Regions from separate parts of the Mus musculus genome. Here region 2 is linked to region 1. A link is a contact called in public HiChIP or PLAC-seq data. All regions are on one chromosome and are shown on one strand. Each heading gives the region's core, a stretch centred on a gene start, on an enhancer-like site or on the middle of the called end of the contact. The rest is flanking DNA. Distances are from core to core; before and after follow the strand shown.

Region 1 (4,754 bases), core at 1,609-4,108:
TAGTTGCTCCCCCTGGGTTGCTGCTCTGAGCTCTAGATTCTCCTAGCTCCTAGAGCTGGCAGGGCAGGAGAAGTGGATGCGTGTTAAATCTGATCTACAGAGAACTCAGATAAAATCACGGTTCTCACTGGCTGATCACTTGTCCTTTTAATAACCTACGTTCACAAATTCGCTTCTGTGGATTACAGTCCTAACACAGACTTCTCTTGTCTTAATGCTCAAGCCTTGCAAAAGCTGTGAGCAACTGGGAAAGCACTAATAGTCCCAACCCCTCCTGTAAACGACTTGGTTTGGCATAGAAAACCTTAAGCTCCAGGATGGAAAGTTACCAGGGTGTAGCATAAATCAAAACAGAGGGACAGAAAAGAGGAGGGCTCAGTGGTAAGGAGAACGGCTTGCTTTTACAGAGGACCCAGCTTCAATTCCCAGCATGGCCATGGCCACTCACAAATCTCCATAACTCTAGTTCCAGGGGCTCTGATCCTTTCTTCAGACCTTCCAGGACATCAGGAATAGACATGCATGCAGGCAAAACTCATGCTCAGAAGATAAAAAAAAAAATCTAAATATTTTTATCAAAATAGGAAACACTATGAGTAGGTCAAGGAAGGCTGAGTATGAATGGCAGAGGAATCTTCTAAATGTGCTAGGTGGATTAATCCCAGAAAGTTCCAAATTGTTTCACAAATATGTAACCAGTTAATGAAGGCCTGCTTATAGACAGAAGGTGCTGTCAGCTCCACACTTAAGATATATCTGTAGGGTAAGTGCCTGTCACCACTTTCTCCAGGTCACTGTAGGTCACCTTAGAAAAAGATGACCCTGCAGCAACAGAATGTAACCTTTTGCAAGGTGAATGGCTTGGTAAGCAGAGCCTGTCTGACTGTGGGCCTCCTGTCATCTTGGCTACCCCTCTATCAGCTGCCCTTCCTGCCCCAGCCCCCTGCATCTCGTCCTCACACAGCTGTCTCTCATGGGGTCTCTTTGAACCTATGTGAGTCCATAAAATCACTATTGCTTTTAGAGCAGGGCCCAAGCATCTCCGACATCCATCCACACAGGCCCTTCAGATCTGCTGCTCTTGCCCTCTGAACTCCTTTGCTCTTGACTTTTCTTCAGTCTCTCTTGGGTTCACCGTTCACCAGGCTGATGGCTACAGCCGGCAGCCAATAAATACCCCTGTAATTTATTTATCCTTTGGCCACAAGTCACTGCTCCATTCCATTCTTGCCAGGGCTTCCGGGCAACCTCATTTAACTTGTCTTTGGGGAAAGCTTCCAGAATCATTGCATTTAGTGTGGATTCTGACACGTGAGACAGTATGTGTGGGCTGGCACTGCCATCCTGTCTCAGTGCCTCTGTAGAAACACAATATTAGCACAGACATGAAGAAGAAGACCACCTAAGAGGCAAGAGAAGGTATACAGGACCTAGAACAGAGGGGTGGGAACTTCCTGCAGGGCTGAGCTGCAGATGTCGTGAACAGTAGACTTGTCTTTGCTTTTTAATAGTTTTTCCTACTCTAGACCTTTGGTTGGGTGGAAGACCAACCTTCTGGGGAGAGGGGACTAGGGGTGGCATGCACGACTCCCTCTGACAAGGGAGGCAATGAAGCTAGAAGAGGCCACAGTCTCAACAGCATGGTATATCCCTCCTTCCATAAAGGATCTATGTCCCCACTGCTTATGAGGGGCTAATGACCATGCGGGCTGACTCTAGAGCAGAACATGAAGCATTCCTTCCTTAGGGGACACTGACACCAGGAACAACAGACATCTCGATCCTGGCAAATCTCTGAAGTCTCTTCGCCTTTACCACCCTCCCTCCCCTTCATCTGAGAAGTGAGGTAGCTGAACTAGTCTCTCAAAGTTTGTTGTAGGTGATCCTTGCTGAGTTGATCAAGCCTGGGGCTGTTGACCCTGAACCTCCAAGGGAGCACCCAGGTTTGAAGCCACTGATGCCTGGGTAGACTTCTGAGGTTCCTTATTGACGATGGTCAATGGATTTTAAACACTAAACATCAACAATACTGAGAGAAAGAGAGATGTGGGACATAATGCAATTTGCTTAATATTGTTCAGATTGCTACCTAATTCAAAAGCCAGTCACGATGTGGCCACCACTAAGGAACAATACGTAACCACAACCATGACAATGATTAACTAAATGATCAGATTTTTCACTTCCTTACCAAAGCCTGGAGAAATCTGAGCTGTGGCTGCCTTAAACCGTCTCTGAGTGAAATACATTTAAAAGCAACTACAAATTACTAATGACTAATGCCCTTCAATTTGGCCTCAAGCTGAGAGATTGTGTGCAGAAATAAAGTGTTTTATAATCCCACGGGCCTGCTCTATTATAGACTGCAGGGGACCAATCAAGTGGCTGTGAACATGTTAGCTGCATGTGTGTGCTCTCTGTGTGCTGTGTCCATGTGTACAGGGATCGTGCACCTAACCATGTGTGACTATGTAGCTGTAAGGCATGTGTGGTGTATGTGTATGTTCATGTGGAAATCAGTACTGAAAAAGTGTTTCCCCTTTTTAGTAGGAGTTCAACAGCCAGACAAAGACAGAGTTAGCTCTGAGGACCCAGAATCTGTGATGCCTGACAGGGGCCCAAAGCCAAAGCCTCACACACACACACACACACACACACACACACACACACACACTCACACACACACACACACACACTCACACACACACACTCACACACACACACACACTCACACACACACACTCACACACACACACACACACACACACCAGTTGCCTTTCAGCCAGGGTAGCCACATCTGCCCTTTGCAAAAAAGCAATCTCCAGCAAGCCCAGAAGAAAGCTTGAAGGAGAATAACTGCAGCTCACACGGGTGACCTATTTTCTGAATCCAGCTTTTGTGCAGCGTTCATTTCTTCAGCGAACAGCAGACCTTTTCAGGCCCAGAAAACAAAGCAGACTGCGTTCATCAGAATGTACGGAGTGCCAGCACAAAAGGACTTTCTTTAAAGATTATTCTGTGCATGTGTTTTGTGTCAATGTTATGTCATAGATGTGATATTAACTGCTGAGCCATCTCCCCAGCCCCAGAGGAAAGGCCCTGCTTCCCATGCAGGTCCTAAGTGGGTTGGCCTCAGATGACTATTATGGGAGGAGATGACACATCCATCAAACCCTTGCTGGCTTTACCTCCCCCATTAATCAAGATTAACTTGATGTCGACAAGTCGTGGGTGAGCCTACTGTGTGTCCTATCAGCACACCAAGCACAATGACAGCCACTCTTGAGGGTTCCCCATGCATCTCACTTGATAATTATGATTCCTTATGTCCCAACTTCAGGCTGCAAAGGCCCTTCCCTCCCCACATTGCCTGATCGAAACAAATCATCTCAGTGCTGTGCTCAGTCGCTGCAGATACAGTCGACAGGGTCACTCTTTAGAACTACAGATGTGGCGGGACACATAACATTGCTAATGGTTAGTTTCTGAAGTTGGAGAAGCATCTGATAGCTTCGAGTGACACACCGTGGGATGTATGCAGAGGACTGAGGTAAAGAGAGAAAGGGGGAGCCAGGAATAGGAAGTCAAGAAGTATCCCTTCAGGTCAGCATGCCAGGTGAGAGACCCTTGAGCAGCAGGAGCCAACGATGCTGTGTCTGATGAGCCCACAGGTTCCCAGGAAGCATCCGATCAGTTCAGGATCAAGACTCAGGTTGGAGGACTTCCAGGATCCAGTGGATCTAGATGCTCTTTTGGGGGGAGCAGTGAAGTGGTCGGTGCACACACAGCACACATGGGAGAGGAAGTCAGAGTCCAGGGAAGCACAGGGGGAGGCAGAAAGCAAGAGCGTGTCTAAGGGACCAAATATCTCACTGCTGTTGGTCAGTAATGATCTCTTGCCTTTCCATTTAGCGCTGTAGGGATCTTAAAGGGAGGTGGGAGCTGCGGGGGATGGCTCAGTGGTTAAGAGCACTTGCTGCTCTTGCAGAGGACCCAAGTTTGAGTGACAGCTCCCACCTGCAGCTTCAGTTCCAGGGTAGTCAGTGCCCTCCTCTGGCTTTCATAGACACCGAGCAGACATGTGGTACACAGATGGACACGCAGGCAAAACACCCATACACAGAGAATAAAAAGTTAGAATAAAAAGAAAGAAAGGGACGTGTTCCCCATCTCTGTAGTGCCCACCGAACTCATAACAGTCACCTGCAGACTAGCTCAGGGACTCAGACTCTCGTCATTGGAACTGATGTATTCACCAGCTTGTCTGCTTGCTGGGGGAGTAAAGTAAGGAGCAAGAACAGGATGTTAACTAGACCAGTCTGGTTCCAGAAGAGGGATCATAAAGATACTGAACAATGGCACTGGGTTAGAATTCAATTGTCTCATTTGGGGCAGAACTTTCCAACAGCATGTGGGGAGAGCCGAGATCTTTATCTTTGAAGTGATTGGGAGGTCATCCTGGTAAGCGGATGCTGGAAATTGGGTTTAAGAATGCAAGAGAGGGAGGGCAGAACAGGGAACCAGCAGGGTCCCAGGTGAAACAGGGACACGGAAGGTCACAGACAGTCTGTTCAAGCTGGGGGGTAAAGATACCAGCTGTCCCTGCGAAGGAGTGGCCCAACGGACTTCACTAGGATGGTCCCCACCCTCCCGGAGGGTACAGGCCTGGTACACCTGCCTCCTCCCTCCTCTCCTAAACCGGAACAGTACTCCTTAGCTCAGAGGGACCGCTAGAGAGAGGAACAGGATCCTGA
Region 2 (4,920 bases), core at 216-2,715, 500 kb before region 1:
GGGGTGGTGAAAGACTTAACCCCAACATGGAAAAAAGATAAATCCCACGACTCCAGTCCTCTATGTGGAGTTAGAAAGTCAGGCTGAATTAGAGACAGATCGGATGGGGAAGCATAAATGCCCTTTTATCTGGTTTCTCTATTCTCCCCAAGACTTGTCACCTGCTGACAGGTCTCTAGAAAAAAGCACAGGGGTGCTTCTGCCTCCTGGCTTGCCAAGCCACATCTCCTCCTAGTTAGCTGCCAAGGTGCCCCCCCCCCCGTCACTCTGGATGATGCTTAAATGCCCCTCCCTCGCCTTTTTTTTTTGTCTCTAAGATGTAATTAATTGAATCTCAGGCAGTTTTGTGCACCTTTTACGCCCCTGGCTTCGCCCTCACTCGTCAATAGCTAGACGCAAATTTGGAGCAATTAGGGACCCAGAGTTTTCTAAAAGCTGCAATTAACGTCGAAATTTCCCCTGATTATGGACTGTGAGTACAGCGCTGGGGGCGGGGGGGGGTGGAGGAAAGGAGAGGAGGAGGTCAGGTTTCATCTCAAACCTAGAGCTAGGAAACTGTTCTCGCTGAGACTCCGGGTTCCTCACACTACCCCTCTGTTCTGACCCCTGTTGTCCCGCCAGACACAAAAACACAACACAGCTCCTTGAACGTCTCTGCCCCTTAGACCCCAAAGATCTTTCTTGCCCGGCCCTTGTGAAGTCCTCGCTGCTCTTCGGTGCCCTGGGAGTAACCTCGCGTCCCTGGCAGCCAAATGACCTCTAAGCAGGAACCTGGAATAGGGCCCCATTTGTTTCTCAGCCTCCATCATTTCTACGCTCTCCTTTCGCGTTCCGACAGCGCAGCCTCCCGCAGTGCCAGCGCCCCCACCCTCGCTGCAGTCCATTTAATAGGAAACTGGGGCAGGACCTACTTGTAGGGCGCAGGTTGGTAGTATTAGGATCCGCTCCCGCGTTCGAGGAGGTTGCAGGCGAAGGAGTGGAAGATGCCATCAGCTCGGTGGTCTTGGGGTCTCTACGGTTCAAGGGTCCCCCGCAGACTGGGCGCAGGAACAGGCTGCAAACAGAAGGGAGAGCTGTGCCGGGAGAGCTTCTAGGTCCTGCGGCCCGGGGCACCGAAGTCTCGGAGACAGAAGGGAGACCAAGGGCAGCGAGCTGGCTGGGTCCTGGTGCGCGGTCGGTGGGAGGGGGTGGGGAGGCGCTCGCTAGCTCTGGGACTGGGGCGCAAGCACAGTAGCCCCGGGCGACTCTCAAGTCTAGAGGCGCAACGGGGTGCTCCGAGTGAGGCTCACAGCTAAGGGGCGCCGGAGGCGGGTGCAGGACGCGAGGGATGGGGTGAGGATAGGGCCAGGAGCACTAGGGAGCACTCATCGAGCAAATTCCAGCCCAGCCGAGACAAGCCCCATTGGGCTCCCAGCAGCCTGGTGAACGGGCAGAAGAGGAGGGGGGAGGGCGTGCGGGGCGGGCACGTCTGGTTCGGTGTCTGGCTCCCGTTGTTGTGTCTGGCCAATTCCTTGGAAAGAAGGAGGCTCACAGCGCCGGGGACAGGGACTTTGGTGAGACAAGGTGAGAAGAAATAGGTCCTCCGCCCCTCAGGACTTGACCCGCTAAGAATCAGTCACCTTGCACTCCAGACAGCCAAAAGGCAGCGTGTCGAAGCCTTGCTGATCAGTTTCTTGTCCCACCTCGTTTCTAGCTTTCTCAACCCTAGAGCGAGGCTCCGTCCCAGATTCACTGTTTCTACTCTACCTAGTCCCCAGAGTTCGTTTCACTGAGCCAGAGAAGGTGGCAGAGGGTAAAAAGGAGACCGTCACCCGGTGGCGAATTTGCGCCTAGGGCGCAAGAGACCTCGGATAGAAGAGTGCGCGGTTCCCCTATTTGGTGTTTGTTCGTGGACAGAGTGAGGGAGAGAGGGCGAGAGAAGAGGAAGAGATGGGGAGAAGGAGCGGGCGAAAGAATGAGAGGAGAGGGAGGAGAACGGTAATCTGGGTAAATCTAAGACCCCGCAGAGCGCAGCCCACCAGCCGCCTTTTGCGTGTCGTCCCTCGGGCCGAGCATCTGTCCCCCCCCCCCCCCGCAACCTCCGCGCGCTCTCGCAGCTCCGCGGGCGGCGGTGGGACGCGGGTGCTGGGGAAGTAACAGGTTATCGCTCCTCGCACCTTCTGCCGCTGCTACCCAGGCGCGTATCCGACAGCCGTGAGCTCCGATCCCCCAAGCGCAGGCAAAAAATGGCTCTGGGGTCACTTCAGCCCTTATGTGTCCTCCCGAATGAAATTGATAAGGGTTTCAAGAGCGAGGAGGGTAGGGGATGGGTGCGCCAAACCACAGCTGCGACAGGACTGGCGGGAAGCACTCGGCTGTGGAAGGTGGGCGACAGGCGCGTGCTGGTGGGGTGAGGCAAAGGGCTGGACAAGAAGCCGCAGGCTGAGGGCACCGGGTTGAATAACCGAGGCGGGGCTCTGGCAAGTCCGGGCGATCCGGTATTTACCCACCTCGGTTCAGCGACAGCGAGCTGGACCCTCCCGCGACTCCTCTGCGAAGCGTCCCGGGGCTGGGCTGGGCTCGGCTCTGTCACAGGAGTACGTGCTGGGTGTCACCCCAGGGCTGCTTCCTTGCTTGCACGATCCCTGGTCCGGCACGGGAGAGCCTGAAGAAGGGAGAGATCCGGAGAGGCGGCCGCTGGGCTTGGGGGAGGCGGGGGCGGAGTGGGGAGGCGGGGACCCGCTCGGCGGGGGGAATCACGAGGCCGTTGCTCGCGGGGGCAGCTCGTCCGCGGAGCGCTGGGGCTCCTTTGCAGGTGTCTGACTGCCTCTGGAGCTTTGTAGGGCGATTATAAATCCAGCTCACGGGTTTGCGACCAGAAAGGAGGGTGTGTGTGACAAAGTCCTATGAGTAATCCAGAATGCACTCAGCACGCTCTGTTTTTTGTTTGTTTGTTTGTTTTTTGTTTTTAAATTATTTTTGAGATAGGCGATGTTGGGTGAGGGCAAGGGAAAATATAATTCCTACGAAGAATTTTGTCTCACTGGGTGATTCTTCCTTCCCCTCTTCCTAGCCCTCCATCCCGTATCTTGGAGAAGACTAGAATATTTGCTTTGCCTTGATCAATCTCCTGTGGTTGTCCTGGATTGGCGATTCCAGAAGGTTTTCTCTGGGTGGTGTCCTAGGGAGCGCTCTACTGAGCCAGTATGGCTGTACAGGCAAAGCGGAGATGAGGGGACCACCCAGACAGACCCTGGAGTTTCTGCACTCCCGTTTCTTCTTCCAGTCCATCTCCACACTACCTCGTTCGAACACAGCTACCTGGCACCACAAGAGGCAAGGGGTCTATTTCCCTTTCTCTGAGCCCTCTCCCTGGAGAGGGGTAAAAGAAATCTTCGTAATTGATCATGTCTGAAGGTTAATAACACGCACGAGTGCCGCTCCACACGCCTGGGGCAGCAGAGCATGGAGGGTGGCTCCGGGAAGCCAGGACGGCACTCCGTGTCTTGGCCCGCTCTCCTCGCTTCTTTTCAGTTTCACGCTGTTCAATGATTCTCTCTTGGCAATATTTAAGCACATTACTGAGCGGGGTGAAGTCCCCCACCATAAAAAGGCGGTATTGGAAAAAATTTCCACCAGAGGGCGCCAAACACACAGAGACCCCGTGCTGGCGGCCTTTTCCCTGGTGCGCCCTAGACAACACCTGGAGATGCCCGAAAGGCTCTGTAACGGCCGGCCTCTTCTAGCCTTCTCGCCGCTACCTCCTGGCTTTCTTTTTCCTCTCCCTCCGTTTCTCATCCTTTAGGGGCAAAACAAACTGGATTTTTGGGCCTGTCTGAGTGATGGGGAGTACTCTATGATCGCTTTACTCGTTTTCATAGAGATTTCCCTCATATTGTGGAGCAGCAGACCGGTTTATTCATGTGCACCTCTGGGTCTTCGATGGTTTATCCCAGGCCTGTCTCTTTTTTTGTGACCATCTTAGCGACTTTCATCACCACTCAACGGAAACATCAAAAACAAATAGTATAAATCACCGAAATTTTCGTGAGGGAGCTGGAAGCCTCAGGGCTGGGAGGATACGGTCTGATCAACAAAAGGGATTGAAGTAACTAAGCTGCTCCTTGCGACCAAAGAGAACATTGCTGTTTTCTCTGGGCCTCACATAAAAGCCCCCGCACATTTTAAAAACAAAAAGCACCCGAAGGGTGGGCTGAGCTGAGTTGGAACAGAAGTTCCCCTGCGATCCTGTTAGGTATGTATGTGTGTGTGTGTGTGTGTGTGTGTGTGTGTTTCACGAAGGAAATGGCCCCTCAAACCACGCACCTCAGAGCTTTTCAGAATATCTTGAAACTGTTTACGAGGAGGTAAACTCGGAGTTTCTTCCACGCCCCCTTTCCTGGCCTTCGTTAAAAGATATAGTGACATCAGTCAGGAATCTGGGTGTCACTGACTAATGTCAATCACTCAAGACTCGCTGGTCAGGAGGGAGGAAGCATAAATCCTCCCGACCCTAAGTACCCACAATTCTGCCTAGGTGCGGCCTTCCTCTGTCTCCTTAATCTTCCTCCAAGACTCTGTAAAGACGCTTCACCTGTGGCACTAGATGGAGAAATTTTCAACCATGTCTTTCTTTGACAACGGAATTAAAAGCTCTCAATCCTAGGGCTTTAGCAAAATCCACGTGGAAAAGAAAAGAATATTCTACAATAGTAGATATCACAAGTCAAACCAGGCTGGGTCTCTCTATCTATCTATCTATCTATCTATCTCTCTCTCTCTCTCTCCCTCCCTCCCTCCCCCCTCCTTTCTTCCTCTCCTCTCTCCTTTATGACGGGAAGGAAAAGAATGAAGGCTTCTATTTGTCCTTAATTTGAAAGCGTATGAATAGTAGTAACCAATTGAACGATATTAGTGACCATTTGATTTATATTATCTTTG

What was found. HiChIP or PLAC-seq counts read pairs in DNA pulled down with a chosen protein or histone mark.
Region 2: a contact with region 1 is called in an H3K4me3 HiChIP or PLAC-seq map of embryonic forebrain, with 5 times the contacts expected there. The contact joins the promoter of Gad1os here to the enhancer-like site in region 1. A contact is called at or near these places in 13 of 39 promoter capture datasets (the 3T3-L1 cell line, 3T3-L1-derived adipocytes, the C10 cell line and 9 more), 1 of 15 datasets of contacts at CTCF or cohesin (embryonic stem cells), 1 of 484 Hi-C or Micro-C datasets (large pre-B cells), 15 of 115 datasets of contacts at active chromatin or transcription factors (SST interneurons, VIP interneurons, differentiating embryonic stem cells and 9 more) and 4 of 9 other capture datasets (adipose tissue, liver, macrophages and 1 more).

Annotation. Positions count from the first base shown.
Region 1 is chr2:70,064,210-70,068,963 of GRCm38.p6, reverse strand. All of the region lies in intron 2 of Myo3b (myosin IIIB), which reads right to left. Among named protein-coding and RNA genes, the nearest start is that of Myo3b, 27 kb to the right of the region's middle. Within about 2 kb of position 2,858, at least 22 of the 459 cell types and tissues checked have an H3K27ac peak or open chromatin away from gene starts, as enhancers often do. A contact at or near this core is called in embryonic forebrain and neural stem cells, where this site is marked.
Region 2 is chr2:70,559,902-70,564,821 of GRCm38.p6, reverse strand. It overlaps Gad1os (glutamate decarboxylase 1, opposite strand), which reads left to right and starts at 1,465. Exons shown (of 3, transcript NR_040496.1): 1 at 1,465-1,563. It overlaps Gad1 (glutamate decarboxylase 1), which reads right to left and starts at 2,693. Exons shown (of 17, transcript NM_008077.5): 1 at 2,490-2,693; 2 at 912-1,054. The coding sequence starts at 990.